2 separate regions of the Ovis aries genome follow, and region 1 is linked to region 2. Evidence: chromatin contacts called from public Hi-C data. All regions are on one chromosome and are shown on one strand. The core of a region is the stretch at or near the end of the contact, and the rest is flanking DNA. Distances in the headings are between cores, read along the strand shown. Region 1 holds the start of PIK3CB (phosphatidylinositol-4,5-bisphosphate 3-kinase catalytic subunit beta). Region 2 has its middle 24 kb from the start of TRNAC-ACA.

Region 1 (4,100 bases), core at 1,447-3,946, 77 kb after region 2:
CATCGTTCCTAGTTTGTGTTTCTTTTGCACTTCAAGTAACACAATAAGCATCTGTATTAATTTCCTTTGGCAACTTTAACAATTACCACAAACTGGGTGGCTTAAAACAACAGAATTTATTCTCTCCAGTTTCTGGAATTCCAAAGTCTGAAATCAAGGTGTTAGCTCTGTGGATCTGTTCTGTGGTCTTCTCCTAGCTTATGGAAGCTGCCAGCAATCCTTGGCATTCTTTAGCTTCTATGTGCATTACTCCAATTCTGCCTCATTCTTTACATCCCCTTTATCTCCCTGTCTCTATCTCAAATCTTTCTCTTTCTCTTGAAAGGATGACTGTCATTGAATTTAGGACCCACCCCCAAATGTGGATGATCTCATTTCGAGATCCTTAACTCCTTAATTGGAGAAGGCAGTGGCACCCCACTCCAGTACTCTTGCCTGGAAAATCCAATGGACAGAGAAGCCTGGTAGGCTGCAGTCCATGGGGTCGCTAAGAGTTGGACACGACTGAGACTTCACTTTCACTTTTCACGTTCATGCATTGGAGAAGGAAATGGCAACCTACTCCAGTGTTCTTGCCTGGTGAATCCCAGGGACGGGGGAGCCTGGTGGGCTGCTGTCTAAGGGGTCGCACAGAGTCGAACACAACTGAAGCGACGCAGCAGCAGCAGCAACTCCTTAATTACATCTGTAAAAATCCTTTCTCCAGAAAGGCTATGTTCCCAGGTTCCTGCGGACAAATCTTTTGGAGGGCCAACATTTGACCTGCCACAGCATCCTTGGATCCCATCCTTGTAACTAGTGTTTTAATTTTTCAATAGGGTGGAGTTCATGTATTTCTTGGTCCTTGAATAAGTATATGTATTTAAATTTCAACAGATTACTCCTAGAAAGTTTGTGGCAACTTACAGTCCCATCAGAGCTTGTTTCCCCAAGTAGTATTGATTGGTCTTGTTAATGCTGGCCAATCTAATGAGTGAAAAATGGATTACTGTTTTAATTTGCTTTACCATGAATATTAGTGAAATAAGCATCTTTTTAATGAATCATTTGGATCTTCTCATCCATTAATTGCCTGCTTATACATGTTGCCTGTATTATAAAAACTTTCCTGTTAGCTCAGTTGGTAAAGAATCTGCCAAAGATGCAGGAGACCCTGGTTTGATCCCTGGGTTGGGAACATCTCCTGGAGAAGGGAAAGGCTATAGTCCATGGGGTCGCAAAGACAGGACTGAGCAACTTTCACTTCACTTCAAGTGGACTTTTAAAAAGCCAAATTTTCTTTTATTTAAAGTCACTCAGTCGTGTCCAACTCTTTGTGACCCCATGGACTATACAGCCCATGGAATTCTCTAGGCCAGAATACTGGAGTGGGTAGCCTTTCCCTTCTCCAGGGAATCTTCCCAACCAAAGGATTGAACCCAGGCCTCCCACATTGCAGGCAGATTCTTGACCAGCAGAGCCACAAAAGAAGGCCAAGAACACTGGAATGGGTAGCCTATCCACTTAGAGGGACTCACCTATGTTAGAGATATAGTGTGTTTGCCATGTTTGGTGCAGTTCTACTCCATCTATTTATTTCTTTTATAAAGAACTTGTCTTAGTGTGATTTCATGCAAAACTTGCAAAGTATTTAGCTATTTTTTTGGGGGGCAGGATGAGTCTGGGCTTCCTGTCTTAACGTTTCCCCTCACTAAAGTTATATTACTATTCTTTTAAAAAATTTGTCTGTTTTGTATATTTTTATGTCTATCTCTTCTGGAACCTAATTTTGGAATATGGCATGCCTCTAGATTTGACTACTTATGAAGCAATTAAATCAGGATCACTGATCAAATAAACTATTCTTTTATCACTGGCTTGTATGTCACCTTTGCTTTAATATTAGGTTTACTTGAGATTTCATCCCAGACTACTGGACTGTTTACCTGAGCTATTATTACACAACTTTACAACAGAGTACCTTTACAGTAAGTTAAAATTTTGGTTTTCAGTAAGAAATTCAAGTGAGCCATTAAGAAAGAGAACCATGAAATTTCCCAGTTGAGGTCAAAAGATAACAGGAGATAAGGTATGCGAAGAGAGCTGGGTAAACTGTAAGGCTTTGCAGATAAAGGCTGGTTGTTATCGCAAAAAAAATGAGCACACAGAAAAAGAATCCTGGGCTTGAAAGGCTGAACTTTTGCTCTGCTGGCCAATGCAGGGATTGAAGGGTCAGCGGCTGGGAGGCCGACCTAACATCCCCAACCCGCAGAACAGGAATGATAGAGCCGGAGAGGGAAAAGCAAAGTGCGTACCCAGGAACCTAGCAATCGGTTCAAAGTCGCAGAACTGGGGCCAGCGATTGAGAAGAGAAAGCCGGCAAGTAAACGTAGGAACAGAGGAATCTCTCGGAGGTGGCTGCGAAGGTCGAGGCAGGTGCTGGGTCTCTCCTGAAAGTAGCTTGCTGGGAATTCCCGATAGCAAGTCCTCCCAGAGCCGCAAAGAGAAGAACGGCCACAGAGCACCACCGCCACAGGGCGGGCAGCGGTGGAGAAAGAGGCGCGGGTTCCGCCTAACTCTCCTCCCAGCTGGGACCGGCGCGGCCCGGCCCGGACCGCAGATCGGGGATTGGCCGGAGCGGCGCGTGGGGCGGGGCGAGGGCTGCTGGGAGGTGGGGCGGGGAGGCGCGCGCGCGCGCGCGCGGGCACGGCGGCGTCGCGCGCGTGCTCCGTCGGTCGGTACGGCGGCGGCGGAGCTTGCCATGGCAGTGGGCGGCGGGCTGGTGTAGCGCCGCGCGGGGCAGGCGGTCGGCGATTGAGAGAGACGGGGATGGGGGCGCCGCAGCTGGAAGGTTGCGGCGGCCTGGTCTGCTGAACGCGCACCAGGAGCTGAGAGCGGGCGGCGGCGACGGCGGAGCGCTGAGCAGGTGAGTGCCGCGGCGCGGGACCCGGATGCGGCACGGCTGAGGCGCGGCGCGGTCGCGGCGGGCCTCTGAGGTGCCCCCGCGCGGGCCGCGGGCGCGCTCTTGCCCGCCACAGCCTGCGGCGCCGGCGACTGGGGTGCCCGCGCCACGCTTCCTGCTGGCGCCGCGGACAGCCGCTCGCCGGCCCGAGGGGGCGCCTGGCTCGCCTGCGGCCTCCCGGGCTCTCCAAGGTGAGCGGCGCTCCCCGGCCTCTGGGCGGCAGGGACGCGGCCGGGCGCCCCGGTCTGCCGGCGGTTTGAGTCGCTTTCAAGAGGGGCGTCTGCGGAGAGGCGGCGTCCTCTTTCCCTGCGTCTCTGCGGACACCAGCGAGCTGCCGACTCTCAGATGCCTTTTTGCGCAGTGTATTTTAGGGCCGGGGTTCCTGGACTGTTGGGATAGGGTGGTGTTTTCAGATCCCAGAGCCTCTGGTGACCAGTCCTGGGGCCTTGAATCTGGGTATCCGGATTTGTTAGAGGGAATAATTACACGAACTTCACCCGGGTTGTTGTGAAGCTAGCACAGGGTGATGTGCGTGACCGAACAGGGAGTGCTGGATCAGTGGGTGGCTATCAGGGGTAACTCCTGAAGCATCTTACCTTGTTAACTGTTTCTGATACCTGGTTGCTGGTGTACTTTTGGGGGGCACGCTTATTTCCGAAGTGCTTTGATGTTACAGTAACCTCTACTGAAGTTGCTTAATGTTAGAGCCTGTTGTCTTAACAGTAGCTAAGATCTTGGAGTCTCTCTCCTTTATTTTTTTGCGAAGGCTTTCTTGGAATACCTGTCTCAGGTACTGAATGGGGATTGCTGCTGAAATAAAACTGAGCGAATTTACCATTCTCTTCGGATGCAAGATGGTGGGACGCGTTAAACTTGAAGTGCTTTGCTGTTTAAAATCTTAAGTGCCACTTAAACTCTGTCACTTGTTACAGAGTATAAACAGAAGAATATGGAAACAGGCTTCTTTTTCTGCATTGCTACATACACGAAGGGAGTGACAAGTGGTTTTGTAAACATCATTGTGGGCAGTGTTACTGTCTGGTGAAGTCATCATAATTAAATTAGATGAGTACTTATTTTGAAGCACTGAATGGATGTTTGAAAATATGAGTCCTAATAAAATCATCGCCAACGAGTCAGAATTCTCAGCAGTTCATTA
Region 2 (4,486 bases), core at 259-2,758:
GTCTAGTGGTTAAGACTTTACCTTCCAATACAGGGGGTGCATGTTCGATCCCTGGTTGGGGAGCTAAGATCCCACATGTCTCATGGCCAAAAAACAAAACATAGACCAGAAACAATATTGTTAACAAATTCAATAAAGACTTTGAAAATGGTTCACACATACACACACAATATTAAAAAAAAAAAGAAATCGTTAGAACTGGATATAGAACAATGGACTGGTTCAAAATTGGGAAAGGAGTATGTCAAGGTTTATATTGTCCCCCTGCTTATTTAACTGACGTGCAGAGTACATCATGCGTAATGCCAGGCTGGATGAATCACAAGCTGGAATCATAATTGCCAGGGAAATATCAACAACTTCAGATGAAACCACTCTAATGGAAGAAAGTGATGAGGAACTAAAGAGCCTCTTGAGGGTGAAAGAGGAGAGTAAAAAAGCTGGCTTTAAACCCAACATTCAAAAAACAAAGATCATGGCATCTGATCCCATCACTTTATGGCAAATAGATGGGAAACAGTGGAAACAGTGACAGATTTTCTTTTCTTGGGCTCCAAAATCACTGCAGACAGTGACTATAGCCATGACTACAGTGACTGTAGCTTGCTCCTTGGAAGGAAAGGTATGACAAACTCAGACATACTAAAAGCAGAGACATCACTTTATAACAAAGATCTGTCTAGTAAAAAAGCTATAGTTTTTCCAGTATTCATGTATGGATGTGAGAGTTGGACCATAAGGAAGACTAAGTGCTGAAGAACTGATGCTTTCAAATTGCTAGAGAAGACTCTTGAGAGACCCTTGGACAGCAATGAGATCAATATAGTCAAACCTGAAGGAAAACAACCCTGAATACTCATTGGAAGGAACGATGCTGAAGCTGAAGCTCCAATACTTTGGCCACCAGACATGAAGAGGTGACTCATTGGAAAAGACCCTGAAAAGACCCTTTCCCAGAAAGATTGAGGGCAGGAGGAGAAGAGGGTGACAGAGGATGAGATGGCTTGATGGCATCACCGACTCAATGGACATGAGTTTGAGCAAGCTCCAGGAGATAGTGTAGGGCAAGGAAGCCTGGTGTGCCGCTGTCCATGGGGTCGCAGAGTCAGACACGACCTAGCAACAACAACAGCACCGAATACCACCTTAACATGCCTATTCCAAATGATCCAATCACGAAGTGAAATAGACCCAGGGATCCTGTGTTAACGGCAGGAGGGCAGAGCCTGGGAAGTGACGCCAACACCGGGATCCCTGTGCTCAAAGAGCCCCTCAAGGCGGTGGTGGCGCCAGTGGTAAAGAACCCGGCTGCCAATGCAGGAGAGGTAAGAGACATCCCTGGCTGGGGAAGATGCCCTGGAGGAGGGCATGGCAACCCACTCCAGTGTTCTTGCGAGGGGAATCAAGTCAGGGAAGACTGAAGCGACTCAGCATGCACGTACAAGGCGCACATGGGCTGCGGGACGCGGGCTTCGGCCGCCAGGTGGCGTCCTGACCTCGGCGCGGGCAGGCTCTTCCTTCCCAGTAGGTCGTAGGGCAGGGCTTCCACCAAACCAAGCCCGAAGCGACGCGCCCAGTGCCCGCCGACCGTGGAGCCCGAACGCAAACACGGAAGCCCCGCCTGCCTGATCTCAAAGCCCAGGACAATGCCGAGGGACTTCGTGTCCCAGGAGGACATAAGCACGGCACTCGTCTCCGCCTTCTGACCTCGCTCCTCGCCTCGCGAGGTGTGGGAGGAAGGGAAAGAAGATAACACTCGAAGGGGTCCGGAGGAAAAGCAAGCATGTCCCAAAATGAGGGGACCTCGAAACTGAATAAACATGTCTTGCGGATGACGCGGAGGAAGAAGTCGTCAAGATTCTGACCTCCCTTCCAATTCCCTGTCGGCCCCGCCCCTCACTTCGCCCTTCCCCAGTCCTCCTTCCTCTTTCCGCCACGGCCGAAAACAGAAGTATCTGAAAGTCGGGAAGAAGCGGCCGGAGAGCTCGCGGGGTCCCCAGTGCGCAAGCAAGAGGGAGGTCCCTCCGCAGCCCCGCGCGGCTCCTGCTCCGCCCGCAGGGAGGCCGCCAGGAGGCGCTGTGGGGCGGGCGGGCCGCGTCTCTGAGAGCACTGGCTGCCTCTTCTAGAAATTTCCTTAAAAGATGCAAGTGACCTTCAGCCCCGCCCCGAGAGCATCTCCAGCCTCCTAGGCCCAGTCAGGTTTCCTATCGGGCCTTGAGGGCAGGTCCTCTGTCCCACTGGCTGCTGCAGCTCCAGCTCCTGGAACAGAGAAGAATAAGCGCCATCTTCACCAAATATTGTCTGAACTGCTAGTAAGGCCAGGAAATGTCCTTGGCACTGATGATAAATGAGTGATTAAAACAAACAAAGCCACTTCCTTTGTGAAGCTTATATTCTGTTGTGGAAGAGAGAAGGGGAGACCAAGGAGATAAGCAATAAAATAGAAGTGGTAAAAGTAGTAAATAGGTGTCAGAAAGGGATAGGTGCAATGGAGAAAAAGAGTAAGAGGATTATGGAACTGTAGGGTGATGTGGGGATTCTTGTTTTATACAGGATGGTCACAGAAGGCCTTTCTTATCAGAAGAAAACACTTCATCAGGGGCAGAGAGCAGCCACTCTGAGGTAAGAAGAGAAAAATAAGGAAAATAAGGAACACTTCACACTTGTATTAAATGAATTAATATCAAGGCAGGATTCCCTGGTGGTCCAGTGGTTAAAATTTCCCCTTTCAGTGCAGGGAGTACAGGTTCAATCCCTGATCCGGGAGCTAAGATCTCCCATGCCTCCTGCCAAAAAGCCAAGAGGCAAAACAGAAGCAATATTGTAACAAATTCAATAAAGACTTTAAAAATGCTCCATATCAAGGCAAGACCCCACACTGTGCAATGGCACTCCTGATGCCCCACTTCATCCATCCAATCATTTTATTTTTTTATTTTTTATTGATTTATTTGGAAGCACTGGGGATCTTAGTTCCCCAACCAGGTACCAAACCTCTGCATTGCAAGGCGGATTCTTAGCCACTCGACCACCAGGGAAGTCCCAATGATTCCTTTGGTTAGCAGCCCTCAGTCACCTACCTTCTTTATGGTGGACCTTATGCTGGGTGTATCGCATTTCTGTATACCCAAACCCAGGGTAGAAAATGAAGAAAACATATTCCTTGGAGGGGAAAGAGACCACCTTTATGCTCACTCTGGTAGGACCAGAGAATGACACAGCCTTCTTGGGAAGTGATTTAACAGCATCTCACTTTTAAATGTGGGCACACTTTGAACCAAATCCTCAGTCTGGGACTCCAAGCCAGGCCCCTCAGCATGGTGGTCAGGACCACTGACTGGAGCTAGACTGACTGGATTTTAACTCCAGCAGCATCTTATATCAGCTTTCCAGGTGGCTCACTGGTAAAGAATCTGCCTGCCAATGCAGGAGACACAGAAGACGAGGGTTCAACCCCTGGGTCAGGAAGATCCCCTGGAGAAGGAAATGGCAACCCACTCCGGTATTCTTGCCCAGGGAAATCCCATAGACAGAGGAGCCAGGTGGGATACAGTCCATGGGGTTGCAAAGAGTTGGCCACAGCTAAGCTCTACACACTAACGTCTCTTATCAGCCCTAGGACCCTGAAAATACTACTCACCTGTGCTTGAGCTTTCACATCTGTAACACTAAGCTAATAATAATATTAGCTAGCCTTTAGTAGTTTTCAGAAAATACATCACAAACGGCTTAGAGCAGTACCTGTCTTATTGCAAGTGTTCAATAAATGTTAGCCATTATTATTTGCTTAAGCAACTGTTTGCACACAAATGCAGGGTTTTGTTTGTTTGTTTTTTCAAAAGTCTTTATTGAATTTGTTGCAATGTTGCTTTTGTTCCATGTCTTGGTTTTCTGCCCAAGAGGTATCTTAGCTCCCTGATCAGGGATCGAACACTCACTCCCTGCATTGGGAGATGAAGTCTTAACTGCTGGACCACCAGGGAAGTCCCAAAAGTTCAAGGTGACTTCTTCACCACAATCCTCTCTGCAGTGAACTCCAGATTAGAGCAACCTCCGGAGGAGGCAATGGCACCCCACTGCAGTATTCTTGCCTGGAAAATCCCATGGATGGAGCAGCCTGGTAGGCTGTAGTCCATGGGGTCACTAAGAGTCGGACACAGCTGAGTGACTTCCCTTTCACTTTTCACTTTTATGCATTGGAGAAGGAAATGGCAACCCACTCCAGTGCTCTTGCCTGGAGAATCCCAGGGACAGGGCAGCCTGGTGGGCTGCCATCTGTGGAGTCGCACAGAGTTGGACATGACTGAAGCGACTTAGCAGCAACAGCAGCAGCAGCAGTGAATATCCAACTGTAGGGAGATGACTAAGCAGATTATAGTACATCCATTCTATAGAAGAAAATGTAATTTTAGAAAGATTGTGTCAAAGAGAGACATCATATCATATCAAATGTCAAAAAGTGTTGAGTCTTCTGGAATGCTGGGAT

What was found. A called contact is a pair of places that touch in the nucleus more often than the background predicts.
Region 1: a Hi-C map of tail adipose tissue shows a contact between it and region 2, with 5 times the contacts expected there. The contact joins the promoter of PIK3CB here to the enhancer-like site in region 2. A contact is called at or near these places in 9 of 16 Hi-C or Micro-C datasets (blood, hypothalamus, muscle and 3 more).

What each region holds. Positions count from the first base shown.
Region 1 is chr1:250,944,614-250,948,713 of ARS-UI_Ramb_v3.0, forward strand. PIK3CB (phosphatidylinositol-4,5-bisphosphate 3-kinase catalytic subunit beta) reads left to right here and starts at 2,697. Exons shown (of 23, transcript XM_042236388.2): 1 at 2,697-2,905.
Region 2 is chr1:250,869,248-250,873,733 of ARS-UI_Ramb_v3.0, forward strand. No RefSeq gene overlaps it. Among named protein-coding and RNA genes, the nearest start is that of TRNAC-ACA, 24 kb to the right of the region's middle. Within about 2 kb of position 1,509, at least 43 of the 54 cell types and tissues checked have an H3K27ac peak or open chromatin away from gene starts, as enhancers often do. A contact at or near this core is called in hypothalamus and tail adipose tissue, where this site is marked.